Regions from separate parts of the Gossypium hirsutum genome. Here region 2 is linked to region 1. Evidence: chromatin contacts called from public Hi-C data. All regions are on one chromosome and are shown on one strand. Each heading gives the region's core, a stretch centred on a gene start, on an enhancer-like site or on the middle of the called end of the contact. The rest is flanking DNA. Distances are from core to core; before and after follow the strand shown.

The links. Hi-C and Micro-C count contacts between places; a contact is called where the count stands out from the background.
Region 2: a Hi-C map of leaf shows a contact between it and region 1, with 2.7 times the contacts expected there. The contact joins the promoter of LOC107888678 here to the enhancer-like site in region 1. A contact is called at or near these places in 7 of 34 Hi-C or Micro-C datasets (callus, hypocotyl and leaf).

What each region holds. Positions count from the first base shown.
Region 1 is chrA09:8,744,437-8,748,985 of Gossypium_hirsutum_v2.1, reverse strand. No RefSeq gene overlaps it. Among protein-coding and RNA genes, the nearest start is that of LOC107888685, 22 kb to the right of the region's middle. Within about 2 kb of position 2,760, at least 7 of the 9 cell types and tissues checked have an H3K27ac peak or open chromatin away from gene starts, as enhancers often do. A contact at or near this core is called in leaf, where this site is marked.
Region 2 is chrA09:8,982,404-8,986,437 of Gossypium_hirsutum_v2.1, reverse strand. LOC107888678 (DEAD-box ATP-dependent RNA helicase 14) reads right to left here and starts at 1,460. Exons shown (of 9, transcript XM_016812846.2): 1 at 1,250-1,460; 2 at 202-543. The coding sequence starts at 519. LOC121206530 (a long non-coding RNA gene) reads right to left here. Exons shown (of 3, transcript XR_005901573.1): 1 at 3,969-4,034; 2 at 3,791-3,873; 3 at 1,985-2,451.

The DNA of each region.
Region 1 (4,549 bases), core at 1,511-4,010:
ATTTGAATCCATACATGGTTCATAGTGAAATAAGTTTCATGGTGTACCAATACACTGCTTAACACGTATTCTTCCACTTCATGATAATTGTTGTGCTCAACTTGTGTAACAATTGTGGCTATTCTTCGTTGAGCTTCTTCACTTAATTTAGGGGTATCATAATTCATATCAAAACTATTATACATATTGTTAAATTCATCCATAACCTGAAAAAGTAATCAAATGAAAATAAATTAATATTTTGTGACATTCTATACAACACAGAAACTTGAATAAAGGCATAGCATAAAAATACCAAACATAAAAATATCATACATTAGTTTTACATATAAAAAAGTAGTATAGTTATATTGCAATAATAATTCTAAGGAGCTTATGGTAGATGTGGTTAATGGTATGGTTGGAAGGGAAATGAGGATGTTGTTACCAAGGATGAAAATGATGCAATTGGATTTTGTTCAGCATACTCACGTTAAAGACTCCAAATCCTAATATTTGGATCTAAGTTCAAAAACACTTCTCGTTTTACCAGTATTTGGAACATTTTGATGGAAAAATAGTACGGTTCATCTTTTTTTTTTGGAATTTCATCTCCCAAAGCATCCATTGCATTTGAAATAGTATATTGAGAGTGAGGAAAAATAATTTCATTCACTGACTTCCTTGGACTAGCCATAGTCTAACACAATTTCTCAATCTGAGTAGTTAATGTATTTCTTGATGATTTTCTACTTGAACTTGATTTTTTCCCTTTACAGTGTACAACCCCAAGTGTTTGCTTTATTCAATTAGGAGTTTTATGAGAAGGGTTTGATGGTACCTCATTAGGAGGAATACCTTTATTCTCATTTTCATTACTATGTTCATTTGAATCACCAAATACCTCATTAGGTGTATAATCTCCCATAGGAACCTCGCTTGGAAGAACACAGACGAAGGTGTAATTGCATTCTCTCCAATGGCTACAATGCCACCAAAAATTTGCCACATTAACTTATTCAATCGTGGTTCAATTCATTTCTTCTTAAATCCTTTAAAATCAGGATTTTTCTACATAACATGTTAAATGTTATACTAAGATTTTTATATTTGTAAATTATTAATTTCAATAAATTTTATGCAATAAAGTAATGATAAAGTTAACACTAACCCATATTTTTTTAGCCCACCATTCTTCGGTAGCATCGACCATCTTTTAGATGGACACCATCCTATACCTGTAGATTCCTTAAGCAACTCCCTCCTTAACCTCCATTCCTTTTTTAATGTATCCCACTTATTTTTCAATTGAGGTTTTCTATAATTTTTTTGTGTTTTTGCTTGAAAAATAGCAATGACATTTTCCCATCCTTTTGAGTTTAAATGAGTTGTCGGTCTATTACCAGCATTGACTTCATTCATGCAAAGTTCACAAAATATCAACATCAGCTCATCATCCCGAACAGCTTTTGTTGCTAAGGTACTATCTTCCTCCACAAAATTTCATGTTTTTACCGTCTATTATTATTATTTTGATTTTAGATGTCAATCGACATAAAACCATAAATATATATCATAATAAGCATCATTTAAAGATCACCAGTATAACAAATATAAGCAAACATATATCTTAAGATATCATGGTATATATACATCCACGCATTTGTAAAGCTCATTCAATATTTCTCACAAAAACTCTTTAACAATTTGATGTATGGGACATGCATATTCTAAACAAAATAATAGAATATAAGTATTTAATTTTCACTCATATGGGACATGCATACATGTATATCGTGTCTCCGTACCGATTTCCAAATATGAATGAAAAAACTAAGGGTGTCCAATATGAATACTTTAAAAAAATGAAGAGCCAATGTGACATAGTCTAGCATTAGCACCAAATCATACAACATTTCATTACTTCTTGGATAATTGTATAACCATGTTAGATAGATTTTCCACACCACCTAAGTTTCATATATCTAGATTTTCTAAAGACGTATAACAATTCAGCCTCTCAAACACAAAGATATGTAGGCGATTGAGAACGCTAAAATTATTTCAAAAAGGCGATCTTTTAAAGCTGTGTTTCTCAAACTTCGTTGGTCTCAAAAGCACTATTTGAGTAAACTACTTCATATTCTAGGCATAACCCAAATTTTTATAACATTATTTTTTATAACATTCAAAATATATTTCATTTAATTTGTTCATTTTATATAATTAGATATAATAATATAGTTTCATGAAAAATAAGAATAATACATAACAAATATTAAATACCATCTCATTGTAAATACCAGCCAATTCATCACGAATGGGTAGCCAATTTCTCAATGGGAAATTATTTGGCTTTCTATCATATCCTCCATTGAAAATAATTAATCACTAATTGCATGATTTACAGTCTTCCTTCATGCTGCCCCTTAAATCAATTTTTTCTTCCTTTTTTTTTTCTTGTGAAAAATTATTTAAAGCTTAATTAAATTAATTATTTTTATTTATATTTTATGCATCTAATCCAAATCAAATAAAATGTTTTTTTTAATTAAATTTCAATTGGGCTTTTATTAAAACTATAAAGAAACAGCTTACACAATCTAAAAAACCAAAAAAGAAATAATCCAACAAAAACCAAAAGAAACGGCCCAAAAATTAGATAGGCCCAAAATTCAAAAATTCAAAATATCTAGATATTTCAGAAATAGGTTCAGAATAGTTTAGAAAGCAATAAATGCACCGAACTAACACCCAATCATAAACTCTGAAATTTGTTCAGTCAGCTGTCCATTTTATCTCCTGCCCTCGGTTGACGATTTCACTCTTTTAGGAAAGCTAGTTCTCTCAAAACGTTGTCATTTCTTTAAGCTTCCCTTTTTCAAAAACTTTCCGCCGAAAAACCATTCTTCAATCTGCTTCACGCACCCATTCAAGCTGCATTTGGTTCTCAGCGTACTCCGGGACTCTCCTTTCTAGGTACACTTCCTCTCTCCTTTTTAGAGTCTCTGTTGTGATTTTATAAGCAAGGACGTTTGCAGGTCTTTGTATATGTTTAAACAAAAAATTCTTAGATCTATTTGTCATCTGTTGAATATCCGATATATATGCTCCTATCATGGATCTGTCTTGACATTTGCAGTTACATTTTTTTATTATTGCGAGGGAATCGCCTTCGATTATAACTGCCGGCCATTTATTTTCGACTCCTATTCGGACTGCTTTTCGGCATGCAACTGCTTCAGCGACAAAGGCAGAGGCGGCCCCTTGATGGGTTTCTGAACAGGATAAGATAACTAACTCTTCTTCATTTCTGACTATGATTCCTAAGGCTGAAAAATTATTTTTTCCATCATACTTGTTGAAAAGTCAACAAAGGTAGGAAGCAACTTGTTAAAAAGGTTGAGCAAGTTGCACCGAATGTTGAAAAGTTGAATGGGATAATTGCAATTTTAGTCCCTAATTTTTTAGGCCATTTGCAAGTTAGTTCCTAAACCTCAACTATAAATAGGCCTTTTCATTTCTCATTTCAACCATCCCAACTAATCTTTCTCTCTTAATTTTCTCTCTTCTCCCATTTGAGAATTCTTAAGGAATTCTATTTGTTTGTAATACTTTGGAGATAGTAAAGTTATCATCTAGTGTTAGTGCCCGAGGACGTAGGTATAATTTACCGAATCTCGTTAAATCTCTTGTGTTCTTTCTTGTCCTATTTTTCTTTCAATATTTGAGGGTATAATAGTAGTATTTAATTATGCTATTAAATTACTATAGAAGAGATATTTTGTCTAAGGAAAGACTTGATATTTAAGAGATCTATGTGATCCACCTCTCTTCCCTGGGAATTGAACTTTGTGTGATTTTTTAGTACAATAATTTACACGCTTCCGACCCTATTGGAACAACAAGTGGTATCAAGAGTCGAAGGTTAATCGTAGTATGCTCTGTGGTTGCAGTTTAAACTGATCTTCCACATCAGAAAAGATTTCCTTAGGTATATTGAAAGATTATGGAGAAAATGGTCGGTGTAGGAGCTTCAACATCGTCCATGTGGACAAGACCGACAATTGCAAATGCAAGATTGGCCGTGGAGATCTTTGATGGCACGGGCCATTTTGGTATGTGGCAATGTGAGGTTCTAGATGCCCTTTTTCAGCAGGGTCTAGACATTGCCATTGATGAAGAGAAACCAGATGATGTACAGGAGAAAGATTGGAAGGCGATCAATCGGTTGGCATGTGGCACAATTCGATCATGCCTTTCTCGAGAGCAGAGGTATGCTTTTTCAAAGGAGACTTCTGCAAATAAGTTGTGGGTGGCACTTGAAGAAAATTTTTTGAAGAAAAACAGTCAAAATAAGCTTCACTTGAAGAAAAGACTGTTTCGCTTCACATACGTCCCAAGTACCACAATGAATGATCACATCACCAAATTTAATCAGTTAGTCACTGATTTGCTGAATATGGATGAGACATTCAAAGATGAAGATTTGGCTTTGATGCTGTTGGGGTCACTTCCTGAGGAGTTTGAGTTCCTAGAAACTACTCTACTTCATGGCAGGAGTGATATA
Region 2 (4,034 bases), core at 211-2,710, 240 kb before region 1:
TCTAGAAGTTTGACGGTTTAACAAGAACCAATTCAAAATCAAATGCGACAAATTGAAAATTTTAGACACTAGAAAGAAAAGGGACTTACTTCATTACTCAAAGTTAAGACAAATGTACTAATTTTCAATTTCAACTAAGACCAACAAGAAAAACCAAATAAATCAAGTGCAAGATTTAGAGTAAAGAAGTAGAAAAAATACCTGGTTAAACCTTGATACTGGCTCAGGTTTTGATGCATCATTGTTGCCTCTTCCATAACGATCATTTTCCTTGTCAGGATTATACCCATACCGCACTTCAGAATATTGCTGAATCTGAATTGAAGAACGCACTGGGGAAGACTTCGGGACAGAATCTACAATTGTGGGCCTCTCATATTGGGTGACATTGGTTATTGGATTCCAAAAGTAGAGATAACCAGTTTTACCATCAACTAGGCCTTTCCATGGTTTGGGAAGAGTGGGATCTGGCGGAGCAAATGTTGGGCCCGCAAAAGAAGCAGTTGCAGTAGCAGCCATTGCAAGAAAAGCAACAATAAAAATCTACAAGCACCAAAAACTCCAAAAAGGAAAAAATGAGAAACTAATAAAAGAAATCATAACTACAAACTCAAAAGGTAAATCGCTTGGATAACCAAAACCATGACCTGAACTTCCATTTTAATCAATTTTTCATTTATAATAAATCATTACTTTTCCTTTTACCTCTTGCATTTGTACTTTAACCATGCATTCCCAGGTTTAAGCTAACCTCGGAACTCACGGATGGCAATATAACTAGTACAATAATAACTCCAACAGTCAAAAGTTTCACATTCAATCAAATCCAACAACTACATGCTTAATCGTGCTTATGCAGACTCTGACTAAAGCTGACCTAATAACTCCAACAATAATAACGAATAAGAAGAAATAACTCCCAACACCTACGTGCTTAACGAATAAGAAGAAATAACTCCCAAAACCTACGTGCTTCACATTCAATCAGATGCCAGATTCAAAATCAACACGGAAAAACCCCACTTTTCCTCATCATATACTATATTAATAAAAAATCAAAACCGTTATCCCAGTTTAAGCCAAATGCAATTTATCAAAAGGAAATCTGAAAAGGGGTAATCAGAAGTTAGAACCCTAAACTCTCACCTCTTTTATCAAATATTAGAGGGGATTGAGATTGGCATCTAAAAATATAAAAACAAATTTCAGATATGAAAAACTCAAATATAATTTACGGAAACCTAAGTACCTGACGCTATCGTTTCGAGGAAGCTGAAGGAACAGTTGATGTTTTGAATATCGAAATTAAAAAGAACTATAATTTTTCTGCTATTTTTAGGGTTTTCCTTAGCTCTGCGTTCTCTCTCTTCGCTGCGTTTCCGTAAACAAAGGTAGAGAGAAATTCAAAATAGGCTGTTGATAGAAGGAGAAAATTTATAGGCTTTTTAATTCTAATTTTTATTTTAATTTGGATTTATTATTAAATTAAAATGAACCAAAATATCCCGAAAGTACGCGCTTTTGGACAGCTGTTCTTCTTTTTATCCTCTTTTTAAAATTAAATCGGGAGAAATTAAGGCTCCACTAAAATATTTTACAGAAAATAATTTTTAAAAAATAATTTATTTGTTAGATGAATTTATGTAAAATATTTTTTGTTATTTGATAAATTTTTTGAAAATTTATTTTAAATTGTTTTTACATATATTGCAATGAGTTATTTATAAATAAATAAATCAAATTAAATATATAATAATACTCAATTATTGCATTGTTCATTTTTCATCCGAATTTATTGCATTATTGCTCTAGATTTAGATAAAGCTTCATACTTCATCCAGATAAAGTGTACAAAAACTCCAACAAATGTAACTTTATAAAGAGGAACAGAAAATCAGAAAGAAAACCATTTGTTTGACTATATAAAGCTAAAAAGAAGAGCACAAATGATGTTTTACAAACAAAACACGTTTGCACACATATATATGAAACACCATTTGTTCATATAAAAAGTAAAACCTGCAACTACATATCAATTACAATGTTCTTCTCTTTGACTTTCTATCCATCGTCAACAAACTCAAAGCTATGCTAATGATGGCGACGCAACAGCAAATATTATAACCGAGCAATGACATGATTGAATGCAAAATCGGGACATTATCCTTAAAACAACATGCTCACAACATATTAGGCATTGAATTCAGCGTCATCTTCCATTTCTCGAACAGCTTGAAGAGGACCACTACCAAACATGAAGCCTCGATCGGAGAGATTGTTCAAAGGACCATCTCCATATAAACATACCTATGGTTCAATCCGATTCAAGCGGTTCCACTCATCATCTGACAGAGACCAGTTAAATATGTCAATATTTTACTTTATCCTGTCGGGTTTTAGGCTATATGGTAGAACACTGGTTCCTCTTTGAAACCCCCACCGTAGAATTACCTGCAAACAAGCAAAGCGGACGGACATGTCCAGAACATATTCAAATATGGATACGGAGATACAACCCTCCAAAAATCTTTCAAATACATGGAAAAACAGAGAAAAATTAACATACCTACATCGGACTTCGAGTCCAAGTAACATAGTTCTAATAAAAATGGTTGTTAAGATCAACATTTGCTCTACCATAAATGATCGTGATCCTAAATGCTCCAAAAATGATAGACATGCTAAATAACCCACAAATTTGGATTCTTGTAGTTGCAAGTTATTTGATAAGAAAACCATGCACTATACATATGAAGCTTTAAATACATAAGATATTCCATGCCAACCATCATGCTGATGTTAAAAGAAAAAATCTTTGGGCCAATCCTACTGCACATCTCATCGCATTTCCAAACACATCTATTACAGCCCAATCATGATAATACAAACATATATACTCATAAAAGCATAAGACTATTCCTTGCACAAATAACTTTAATCAGTTGTAGGCTTCCCTTATTATATGGTGTTATTTTGTTGGGACGGAGTTGAATGCAACTCTTTTTCTCCAATGTTCAAGCTTTGTGTTAGTTCCGTGAGTCTTTTGTCCACTTTACTCAATGCAAGGTTATAGCATCTGAAAGATATAAATTCGACTACTAGAAAGCAGTTGGGCATACAAGACTGACCTAGAGATTCAAAAAATTTAACCATAAGCATACGGGGAAGAGTTGGGTAAGGAAGCCCCCTCTTTACTTTTGTTGTGAAATGGAAACTAGTCTTAAATTGTTTCATAAAGTCTGACACATTGATGCATATAAGTGAATCCTACAATATGGATTTTTGTTTTCTCCCACAAAAGATACTGATATTCCCAACTCTTCTCAGTTTTGTTTCTGCTAAAAGTATAGACTTAGTTTTGATAGATGATAAACACAAGCTCTAACTGAGCTCTTGTGTCAGGTCAGCGAATAGCTCTATGTTCAATTAGACCCTAAGCCGGATGCATCTAAATTTTGTATCCGTAAGCATTCATTATATACTTATGCACTTCAAACACTAGTAATAATCTAAATAGTTCAATTGTGTTTATTATTGTACCTTCCACCTTATATCATTTTGACATTCAGAAATGATCCCATAAATCCGACAACAAAGTAAGGGATAAAATAATTTGTCAGTCACCAGGATCAATATGTTGATATTTTACATCAATGAATAAGGTCAACATATTGTCAACAAATTTGAAGTCGTTCATTAGCCTACTTTAGGTCCGAAGAAACACAGAAAACGGAAGGTAGAATGATAAATAAAGTAAAACTAGAGATGATATTGTTAATAAAAGGTATACATACTCAGGTGTCTTTTTGTGCCTATCTGCTATCTCTCCAAAACTGATAATTTCTGCATCGGTCCATGTACTGATCTAGACCTCTAAAATGAAATCCGATGAGTTCTCAACAAATCTAATAAAAGATCGAAGACTATAACAAATGTAAAGTTAAAAAATGCGTGAAAATCTATCATACCTGATTAACAGCAGGTTACAATTTTTGCGAATTTAAGCAACTCTTTGATCTGATGAACACCGAAAT